2 separate regions of the Danio rerio genome follow, and region 2 is linked to region 1. A link is a contact called in public Hi-C data. All regions are on one chromosome and are shown on one strand. The core of a region is the stretch at or near the end of the contact, and the rest is flanking DNA. Distances in the headings are between cores, read along the strand shown. Region 1 has its middle 76 kb from the start of tmem182b. Region 2 holds the start of si:ch73-30b17.2 (a long non-coding RNA gene).

Region 1 (6,304 bases), core at 198-2,697:
TGAAACATCTGTTTATATTTTCCAAAACTGCTCACCAAAATACTCATTTGAAATGAGGAAAATAAACATGCATTATGGATGTGAGCAAAAAAGTTTGAATTCAGTATACAACTCTTAGTTGAAATTCTGTGAATTAAACTACACAACCCAAAAGAATGGATGCAAATCAAAAGGATAATTAATTGTTATTTAATTGTACAATTTTGTATTTATGTGGAAAAATCTTTGTTATGGATGTGATATCTCTCTGTTATGGATGTGACAGATGTGAAATTTCCATATCGTCACCTTGGAATTAAAAGTTTCTATCTGCGCACTGAATGATTTTGAGATATTGAGCTTTAAAGTTTTTGCATTCCATAGCAAACAGTATGTGTGTAACATTTGTATTTTAAATAAAAAAGTCTTAAAATGTAAGCAACTTATAAAAAAATAAAATAAGTTGTCATTTAATAAGAATATCCCAATAACTCAATTTTGACAAAAATGTCAGACAGAACCTTATAATTTTAAGGTGACAATTTGTGTGACTCAAATCAAAAAGAACAGTTTGAAAACATTGACAGGGCGTTGTTGAGTATTTTCAAAGTACTGTCTAATAATACTTGCTAACACTAAAAAAATGTTGCTTTCGCTATTTTGGTGAAAACATTTTTTTTTTTTTCATGGCAAAGTTGAAATCTGCATGGAACTACTATAATATAATATAATATAATATAATATAATATAATATAATATAATATAATATAATATAATATAATAAAATATAATATAATATAATATAATATAACAACAAATTATTTACACAAAATTCAATATGGCATAACCAAACATATTTTTTTCCAGATTAAATCTCTTTATCTCGCTGACTGTAAAAATGTCATAATAATATAATATAAAATAATATAATGTAATATAATATAATATAATATAATATAATATAATATAATATAATATAATATAATATTAATAACATTTAATCAAATTCTAAACATTTCTTTATTTGATTATTCACATGTCCACACTGAAACTGTAACCCACTCCATTCAAACCCACTGACGACCTCACATTTGATCTTGTTTTGTGGAGAAAAAAAAAAGAATTAATAAACAAAACTAAACTCGTCTATTTTTATTCCTTGATAAAATCGAGACTGGCGTAGAGGACACCCACTTTCAAATCTCGGTGACAATTCCTTGTAAAGTTACTCAAATGCAATCTGACTTGTGACAAGGGGATGTAATTCCTAAAACAGAATATGCCCATCAGTGGAGCCCCAATTTGCATAATGAGGAGACTTCCATTTCTGCTAGCGATATTTCTGACATCTCCAACTTGGAGCTGCGCTCGAGCAAAGTGAAAAACGTCGATAGGGATGAGAAGAAAAAGGAGTGAAAGCAGCGGGCAATGTCTCTGTGTGTGAGTAGGTCACACAGAGCTCAACAAACACGCGCGCGCGCACACAAAACACACACACACACTTACGTTTGTCTCTCAAAAACACAGAGGCTTGTTGGACTTTGGGCTTTAGCTTTGAGCAGTTCGGGAAAAAAACGGCGAGCACCACCACAGGAAAAGCTTTTTGGACTTTTAAGTGACAGCCTGACAAAAAATGACTGTGCTGACATTAATTCCATGTAGCTCTTTTGCTCTAATTGTTGATTCAATTTGCTAATTACTAATTTGATTTAAGTGGCAGCCAGGACTCCGTGTGTTGGGGACATGAGCAATAGAAAAGGAGAATGTGCTGAGGCTTTTGTGACGGCTTGTCATACAGGGCCAACAGAGCAGTTATGAATATTCTATGAGTTCAGTCTTAATAGTTTGTGATCTGTTTATTTTTGAAAACAGAGCGTCGCAAAAACACGCCACCGGTCCTTCCCGCGCTTGACATTAACAGCACAAATGCTCTTATTCAAACACGAGTGCTACTGAATCACCTTTCATTATGTAGTGTTTATTTAAAAAACTGAAAAAGGCACAACCAAACACACTGTACTTGACATTATATAAATAGCTTTTGTAAAAAAAAAAAAAAAAGAAGACATTTCTTCATACATCTCAAAAATATAATATAATATAAAATAATATATATATATATATATATATATATATATATATATATATATATATATATATATATATATATATATATATATATATGAATTAAATATAATTTCCTGTAACCAATAAGTTGGGTTAAAGTGTAGCGTTTAGACTGAAAAATAAAATTGATAAGCACCTTGGGTTTTAATTAATGATTATATTTCCCTCTAAATGTGTTGTGGGATCTATAAGGATTCAAAATATTATGGTCAAACATGTTGTATAAGAAATCAAATCTCTTGCATTTTCTGTAGGAAATATTGTTAATAATATAATATAATATAATATAATATAATATAATATAATATAATATAATATAATATAATATAATATAATGTATTATAATATGATATAATATAATATGATATAATATAATATAAAATAATATAATATGATATAATATAATATAATGTATTATAATATGATATAATATAATAATAATGTATAACTTAGCTAATATGAATTACATAAAATTTCCTGTTACCACTAAGTTGAGTTATATGTTATTTAGCATTTTAGACTGAAAAATAAAATTGATGATACCTTGGAATTTAATTTATGATTTTATTTTTCTCAAAATATGTTGTTGGTAACTATAAGTATTCAAAACAATTTGGTCAAACATCTATAAGAGATTTAATCTTTCACATTTTTTTTGCAGGAAAGGTTGTAAATTAATATAATATAATATAATATAATATAATATAATATAATATAATATAATATAATATAATATAATAGAACAGAGCGAGAGAGAGAGAGAGAGAGAGAGAGAGAGAAAGTAAAAAAAAACATAAACAGAGCACAAATAACACAAATAAATAACAATAATATAATATAATATAATATAAACTTGCAATTATTTTAGCATATTTACTTAAAAAAAGGAAAAATAAGAATGCTGTTTTTTATTTTATTCATTTAAGTATTCAATGATTTATTATTTTTATATTCATTGATTGATTGCTTCATTTCTTTATATTTTTAATAAAACAATTCTATTAATTGCAAAAGTATTAAAAGAGAAAGTTTGTTAAATATTTCTAAATCATCATTTTAATTAAATCGAAACTAGATCAAAATTTTAATCAAAGTTGTCTAAAAACAAAAGATATCCAGCAAAAATCAGTCCAAGGCACTCGAAAAATGTGAAAAAAAAAATGTTTTAATTATTATTTAAAAAATATTTTCCCACATTTTTGAGTACCTTGGACTGACTTTTGCTGTTTAATCTGATGAATCCCTCACCCAAAGAGCACCGACACATTATTTAAGCTGCCCCTGAGCACTTTTTGTTTGATTTTGAAAATAAAAATAACATTTGAGTTATTAATCACTAATTATCAAAAAGCAATTTTTGAGTCACCTCATATTATATATATATATACTATTTTACAATATACAACTTTAACATATAATGCAAATCTTTTAACAATAATTTGAAATGGTATCATATTATTTAATCCAATGACAGTTGTGACAGATCTTACAGCACTTGTTCGGAAGCAGTAAAGAACGGTTTCGTTTTTGAGCTCAGAGGATCATTGTTCAGTGATACTCACCAATGCTAGGCTTACTTTCCCCATCCAGTTCAGTAAATACATCAAATCATCATGAAGTTTCATCTTGTGTGTCGGGACGTTATCTTTGCTGTTCAGGTCCAGTCAGATATAGTTTCTTTAGCCATTTGTATTGGCATCCATCTATTTCCAAAGAGCAATTTTAGAGCCAAAGACACTGTTTTTGCTCTTATATTCACTGCCGTTTTGTTGGACTTGCAAATGATGAGCTGATTTTGAACAGCATTGGCAGTTTTAGATGGGAATACATAAAGATATTGCATGTTGTGATGCATAGTTTCTCTAATTAGAATAACAACATTTTCCCTTGGATGATTTTGGATGATTAAATATGCCCATTTATTAATTTATAGTTCATACATTTGAATATATTTTTGCTGCTTAGTTTTTTGTATTTTATGTATTACTTTTTTGTGCAGGAAATAGATACCTCAGTTGATTTGTTATGTTCCATCAAAATTTTTTAAAATATCATTACAATGATGTATATGTATAATTTACTCTTATATTTTCAGGATTACATAAATTTACATATTTTAATTCCATTGACATTCAGTTTTTTCTTTGGTCCTTCTAAATATGCACAAATAACCACTACCTTTGCACATTTACCTTAATGTCAGCAGCAGTTGTAGCTTTTTAAATGTACTTTATTTGTAATTTAATACACTTTTGTTGTGCACTTTCTTTCTCTATACAATAGCTGACTATTCTCTACAAACTTTTCTCAGTACAACAATAGAAATCCATATCGCAGAGCTTGCATGGAGGGTGTGGAGTTTCAGTTTGGGGCGTTTTTATATTTGTATTGATAAATAAACATTATTTAAAACATCTGTCAAGGCCTGTTAAATATCGTTGGCACGGTTCAGTGACTTTCGGAACCCTGGGCATGGAATATTTAATTATCGTACTAACTGAATAATCAAAAAGTCAATTTCCGAACCGCTGCCTGCCCGTGTTCTAGAGACAATTGCATTTGTAATATTTGTGTGCGTAATCTGTGTCCCACCCACAGTCTTACGGGGGAATGGAGTGTTTACCACCAGACCTGGTTCAGCTCTTATTAATAGGCACATGCTGAGGATCTGCTTATTCACTGCCATACAGACAGACTCTGTTGATGCTGATGGGACTATACAAAATCTGTGTGTTTATGTTAATGATTGTATTGTAAAACCTGTAAGATGGAATCATTTTACAAGATGTTTGGATTTTGTTCTTGGCAAATGTGTAAATTATGCATTTATTACATTAAGTATATTTTATACTGGTTCTACTAGTGCTAAACTACATATTATTTTAGTCACAAGTGACTTGCAAACAAAATAATGTCAAACAACACAATAATCCAACATGGAGATTTTAAGTTTGCCTATAAAATATGCAACAACGTTTTATTCATTTTTACATAACTACCTCTAAAATTACTAAATGATGATGATGATAATAATAATAATAATACAAAAAATAATAATAATAGAAGAAGAATAGCTTACAGAAATATATACAGTAAATATATTCTTATATACAGTAAAATTGCTTTTGGCAAAGTCAGATAATTAATTCATTTACATTAACAACAATATCTAAAACAAGTCTAAATATTAGCGCATATTATTAATGTTAAATTATAGTTAATGAAATATTTTTAATGGATAATCATAATATAATAAAGGAAATATAATAATAATAGTAATAATATACAGAATATCATTCTTTTTTTTTCTTTTCTATTTTATTCTTCATCTTCTTCGTTGTGTTATTATTATTATTATTATTATTATTATTATTATTATTATTATTATTATTATTATTATTATTAAAATTAACCTAACCCTAACTTTAACCATATTAATAATAATAATAATAATAATAATAATAATAGCAACAACAAATAATATACAAATAAAAAACATTACACTTATGCAATAGTATTCATTGTATAATTATGTTTGTATTACTATATTATTAATGTTAAAACAACAGTAATACTCTAAATATATTTATATTTGTTTGGAACAACAATAACAACAAAAATGATGATGCTAATAAAATAATAATAATATGTAACAACAACAACAACAACAACTATACTACTACTTCTACTACTACTACTACTACTACTAATAATAATAATAATAATAATAATAATGGCAGTTCATTTCGTTGTGGCGACCCCTGATGAATAAAGGGACTAAGCCAGAGGAAAATGAATGAATGAATAACAATAATAATATACTTACACAGTATCTTCTACACAAATATGTTCATAACACACCCATATTATTAATTGTAACACAACAACTAAATGGGCTAAATTATTTGCAACAACACTTTGTATGATAAATTTTGTTTTCAATTTCTTAAGAAATATTTGAGAATATTTGTAATTATTAAATTGTTTAATAATCATATATTATTTTGTTTGATAATTAATTATTTAGTTTTATAATTATATGTTTAATATAACATATAATAATATGTTAAATTATAATTTGTTGTAAATAAGTTGTAAATTAAATGAAGAGTGTTTCTAAATCTATTCAGCATTAATGAAGACACAAGTAAACAACTTGACATTCTTTTAAGTTTTATAGTACCATCATTTTTGACAG
Region 2 (6,535 bases), core at 3,722-6,221, 590 kb after region 1:
TGCAGTATAAGTGAATTTTGGATAAACTAAATTGGCTGTAGTTTGTGAATAAGATAATGCGTGGTGTTTCCCAGCACTGAGGATTGTACCCTCAGGGCTGTGTTGCAGAAGCATTAGTATCTGATTGCAGACTTGGAAATGCAAGCTGAGACACACAGTTTGACATGCAATGTCAGAAACAATGCACTCAAATAGAGCTAGTGACATCAAAGTGAGGGGTCGGGTTAGGAGAGGGGTTAGATGTGCGCATTAAAATTGGTCAAATTTATTTTAATTATTTTTTAGAATAAGTAAATAAAACTTTGTGTTGTTTAGAAAGATCAGCTTATTCACGAACACATTCATGTTATTCACATTCTATTGCTCAGTTCTCTGACTTTTTTTTCTATATAGTTATTTTATTCATAAACAAAACATTTATATCTACTTAATATTCAAATTAAATAAAAAAGAGCAATGTTGTATGTAGCATTTAATCAAACAAAATCATTATAAAAATGTAGAATTGCAAAAAATAAAACCAAGAAAACAGCACTTTAATTCAGCATTATTAGATTCTGAATTCATTTGTAAAATTGTTCATTAAAAAGTAGTACTAATAGCAAATTAAATCCACCCAGTCTTAATTCATTCAAATGGAGAAACGGAACAAAACATTAATGGATTAAAACATAATAAATGATTAAACTCACTGCATTTATAGACATTTATAGACATACCAGGTAATATGAAAAAACAAATTATAAATATTAATCATGCTGGAACATTTACATATAACAGATAATATAAATTTATATTCATAGCAGCCTCAAAGTAAAAATAAATCCATTATTGAGGAAATAAACTGAATTAATACGTGATAAGGTTACAAACATATACTTTCCCGGATAAGCAATAGCTTATTCCTATTCTTAATAACCTAAAGAATCATTTTCAATCTCAGAAAGTCTTATTTAGAACATGCGATGTTATTATTTTCAGAGAAGGTGTAGCGCTTTCACCGCCTGATGAGGGACAATAATGTTAATAAACACAGGAAACACAGAACTGCTGCTGCTTCACATCAGAGTCTGTGTTTTGTTTGAGCAGCAAGCCCCTCCCACTCATTAGGGATGCAGTCCACTGGCAGAAGTAGCCAATCGGAAAAATGTAAATCCTTGCATCACATTACATTAATTTACAATATTTATTTTCTATTTTCTACTTCATAAAACGAAAGTGTACAGACTTAGAAAGACAAATTAACTTTGATTTTCAATTTCTAATAATTTGTAACCACTTCAAAGGCTCCCGTTCATTTATAGTTAAACCGGAACTAAAAATACACAACTCGCACTACACCCGATGTGTCACACACGGGCCACATCTGGCCCACATACAGCAGGCCACAACTTACACTACATCCGGTGTGTCACACACGGACCATATCTGGCCCACATACGGTAATCCACAACTCACACTACACCTGGTGTGTCACACACGGGCCATATCTGGCCCACATACGGTAGGCCATAACTCACTCTACACCCGGGGTGTCACACACGGGCCACATCTGGCCCACATACGGCAGGCCACAACTCACACTACACCCAGGGTGACACATATGGGCCACATCTGGCCCACATACAGCAGGCCACAACTCACACTACACCCGGTGTGTCACACACGGGCCATATCTGGCCCACATACGGTAGGCCACAACTCACACTACACCCGGTGTGTCACACACGGGCCATATCTGGCCCTCATACGGTAGGCCACAACTCACACTACACCCGGTGTTCACACACGGGCCATATCTGGCCCATATACGGCAGGCCAGAACTCACACTACACCCGGGGTGTCACACACGGGCCACATCTGGCCCACATACGGCAGGCCAGAACTCACACTACACCCGGGGTGACACATATGGGCCACATCTGGCCCACATACAGCAGGCCATAACTCACACTACACCCGGTGTGACATATACGGGCCACATCTGGCCCACATACAGTAGGCCACAACTCACACTACACCCGGGGTGACACATAAGGGCCACATCTGGCCCACATACAGTAGGCCATAACTCACACTACACCCGGTGTGACATATACGGGCCACATCTGGCCCACATACAGTAGGCCACAACTCATACTACACCCGGTGTGACACATACGGGCCACATCTGGCCCATATGTCTCCTGCCATTGCCAGAAGTGAGCCATATGTGCCTTAGTTGGCCCAGATGTGGCCCAGAACTGTATGCTATCTGGGGAGTTTAGCTGCTGTCACTTGGGTCCCTGGTGGTGTCTAATGAGTCCTTATTTGCAGAGTGCGACTACCCTAAAAGGATGTATATCCAGTTCGATACCTCACCACGAAAACGTAAATTGGTCTTTTATTCGTTACTAACATGGAGGCTAACTTTAAAAAATCGTGGTGAGACGGAACCATTCTGACCACTGGTGAAACTGATCGCTCCGGATCATATGCCCATGCGGTATGCAGTGCGAGCTGGCACCGCGTGCCCTCCGCCGCTCCTGAGCGCGAGAATAGAGCTTAATGAAATATATATGCAGAGTGACGTGACGTGTGGGGTTTCCTTTCTATACAATGAGAAGTTCAAGTCTCTGTGTTTTGAGGCTCAGACGAAAAGGTGAGGGAAAGGACCAATAAACTAGGGTTCAGGGCATTTCAATTACTTGAAATAAACCTTCAAACAGTTTAGAAACTGTTGGGTGGCATCAATGAACCTTAACGATTCCTTTAAACAGATACAGAAATACATGATAAAATATATACCCAATTAACATAAGAGAACATTTACAATAAGCTATATATTTATCTATCTATTTGTTTGTTTATTTATTTAGTTATTGTCATAAGGAATGCATGCCTAGATCCATATAGTTTATACACATTCAAATATATTTGATAAATCCAGCTGACATTTAAATGGGATGATTCCCAAGTTTGGTTTCTAAAAATACTATAGTGACAGTAAATTTGGTAATTGAATTTACTGTGGTGGCCTCTAATTTCTTTTTACATTAATACAATGTTTGTGTGTGTGTGTGTGCATACGTGTGTGTACTTTTAATGAAATATATAAGTGTTTATTACCTCATATTTGTATTTTAGTTTTAGTAAAGTACATGTTCATCTTGTGATTTGGGACTGCTTGCTTGCTTTCTTATTTATTTATTTAAAATCTCAATGAATGCATGCTTATAACAGTTTATAATACACACATTTATAAAAACTAGTTTGATACTTTTTTGCACTCCAGCTGACTCGAAACATTTAAAAACATTTAATTGGGATGTTCAGTTAGGCTTCTAAAAATACTATAGCGACAATAATTTATAGGTAACTGAATTTCCTGTGGTGGTTTCTAATTTATTTTTAAATGAAAAAAAGTTTGTGTGTGTGTTTGCGTGTACTTTTATTATATATGTATATATATATATATATATATATATATATATATATATATATATATATATATATATATATATATACACACACACACACATTTGTATTTCCTTATATTAGTATTTTAGTTTTAGTAAAGTGCATGTCCGTTCTGTGATTACTGCTTGCTTGATTATTATTTATTTATCCATTTATTTATTTAAAAACCCAATTAATGCATTCTTATAACCATATAGTTTATAATCCACACATTAATAAAAACAACTTTGATACTTTTTTGCACGCTAGCTGACATTTAATTGGGATGTTTATTATTTGGCTTCTAAAAAAATACTATAGTGACATTAAATCAGGTAACTGAATTTACTTTGGTGATCTCTAATTTCTTTTTAAAGTAACAAAAAGTGTGTTTGTGTGTGTGCCATTTTAATAAAATATATAAGTTTCTATTTGCTTACTATTTGTAGTTGTAGCTGTAAACAAATTCTGGGTTTCACACAGTCGATTTGTGTTGGGACAACATAAATGAATTAAGTTAACTTATTAGTTTGTACTAATTTAATTGAACTAAACAATTATGATAACTTATTATTTTATACAAATTTAATTGGTATGAACTAAACATTTAAGTTGACCTTAACTAAACATTAAGCCCCCCCCCCACCCCCCACAAAATAATAAAATTCAAGAATTGTGTTGTTTCAGCTCATTTTAAGTAAGTAGCGTTTGAACAAACAGCAAACGTATTTTTTGAGTGTACAGTACATGTTCATCATGTGAAATAGGCCTGCTTGCTTGTTTATTTCTTTATTTTATTTACTTGAGCCAGAGTGGCACAGATCATTTGTTTTTAGGGGTGAAACTACTAACAAACAAGAAGAAATTCTCGTCCTTTTCAAGTCACTGTGTTATGAAGCTCATCAACTCACATTTAGCTTTATAAGGCCGTACGTTACACTTTATACAAACACTTCCGTGGCCCAACAGCGCCATCTGCCGCTTTGTTCGGAGGACTTATTGCCAAAAAAACAATTGTTTTCCTTTTCAAATGTTAATGAGATACATCAGATTTATAAACCCAATTTAGTTAGTAATTTAATTATTAGTTAATAATAATACGTTAGTACCCACATTAGTTTGTAAAAATGCACTTATTCGTTTATGTGGATGAGACAGATATACTCTTTGATACATGTTCTTAGGCCTAATGAATGACGCCAGGTTTTCTGAAAATACTTTCCAACTTCAGCTCTTGAGAGTGACACCTTTTATAGGCTAAATTAAATTTGTTTTGTATACTATTACAGTGGAAAGTTAAGTAAAGAGGCCTACCTTTAGGATTTCCTGCGCGACCAGAGAAATTTAAACGGATAATGGATGGTTAACCGAAGCTTTACGACGGTTAGTAGCACTTAAATTGCCCTTAATCTTTGCGTCACGTTTCCCTCAATTACTGTTATTTTAGTAGTTGTAGTAAAATCGTTCGTAAATTAGCAAAAGCCTCAGGGGCTATGCTCTTAAGTCATACAACTTCAGTGACAGTTTCCTCTCATTTCCGCTTGCTTCATAGATTGCCGGAAATAGAACGCACAACAAATTGTTTTTTTCTTCGCTGCAAGATAGAAAAATAAATCATAAAAAATAAATCAAATAATAATAATAATAATAATAATAATAATAGTAGTAATAATAATAATAATAATAATACAAAGGTGCTGATTCAAACTGCCTTTAATGGTGCTTTCAGTGTAGGCCACAAGACACCTGAAGTGACAATAAATAATTTAGACAGGCCAACTTTTACAACATAGTAATTGCAATGGACCGGTAAATACAGGTAAGCTGTATTTCACTAGAAACGGAGGAGAAATTACATTAATGATAAGACATGAAATGATCCTATTGTCTAGGCAAATTTTGATTTTAATTTAACATGTATAGTCTTTATTGGACATTTATAAGTCAGTTTGTAAAATATTACATTGGAGTTGAGTTTGTCCTAAATTATGTTTTTGAAAGGCAAATAAAAAAAAAAAGTTAAAAAGCAAAAATAAAAAATAAAAATAATAATTTAAAACTATAAACATGCATAATCCATGTTTGGCAGTGTTTTTGCAAATTTAATTGGAAAACAAACATTATCAGGAAAGTTAATATCACCTGGATAAATCTTTGTTTCATTTAAACTGGTGGTGTAACTGAAAGAGTGTAGATGTACATTATACACCTTCATATTAAAATGTATGTTAAAACATTCATAAACTAAATAACATTACTATAATAATTAAAAGAAACACAAATTTTAGCAAGCAATTATTTTCATATTTTTTTAATAATCTTTATTTTATTTTTTTTCGGTTTAGTCTCTAATTTATCAAGGGTCACTTTAGTGGAATGAACCGCCAACTATACCTTCTAGCCGCATCAGTACTGGGGAGAAAAATATATATAATTTATTCTAAATTGTTATTACTGACAAATTGTGCAACTAACTCTCAGTTACTAAAATAATACGTCAGCAAGCAAATCTGAATTAGTATACAACATAATACACCATGCTAAAATGTATCAGAAATTTTATAGGGGTGAATTCAGGTCAATTGGTACAGCTTACTCCCTTTATTAATCAGGGGTCGCCACAGCGGAATGACCCGCCAACTTAACCAGCTTGTCTTTTAAGCAGCGTATGCCCTTCCAGCCACAATCCAGCACTGGGAAACACCCATACACTCTTGCAATCATACCCACACATACATTCGGCCAATTTTGCTAATTAAATACACCTACAGCGCATGTCTTTGGACTGTGGGGGAAACCAGAGCACCCGGAGGAAACCCACGGGAGGAACATGCAAACTCCACACAGAAATGCCAACTAACCCTGGGGCTCGAATCAGTGACCTTCTTGCTGTGAGATGACAGCACTACCCGCTACGCCATCATGTCACCCTTTCACTTCTATTATTTGCTTTCAAAAAAATAAAAATAAACAAGTTTGGCTGACACTGTAACTTGGGGTACCTGAAATTCAAACCTATTTAAACCTATACATCACTATCAAATTAGTAAACATACACATAGAATAGTTCAGTAATATTAATAATAATATAAGACC

The links. Hi-C and Micro-C count contacts between places; a contact is called where the count stands out from the background.
Region 2: a contact with region 1 is called in a Hi-C map of an unstated tissue, with 7 times the contacts expected there. The contact joins the promoter of si:ch73-30b17.2 here to the enhancer-like site in region 1. A contact is called at or near these places in 3 of 18 Hi-C or Micro-C datasets (caudal fin, embryo and an unstated tissue).

The regions. Positions count from the first base shown.
Region 1 is chr6:15,347,029-15,353,332 of GRCz12tu, forward strand. No RefSeq gene overlaps it. Among named protein-coding and RNA genes, the nearest start is that of tmem182b, 76 kb to the left of the region's middle. Within about 2 kb of position 1,448, at least 7 of the 62 cell types and tissues checked have an H3K27ac peak or open chromatin away from gene starts, as enhancers often do.
Region 2 is chr6:15,935,382-15,941,916 of GRCz12tu, forward strand. si:ch73-30b17.2 (a long non-coding RNA gene) reads right to left here and starts at 4,972. Exons shown (of 4, transcript XR_012407714.1): 1 at 4,754-4,972.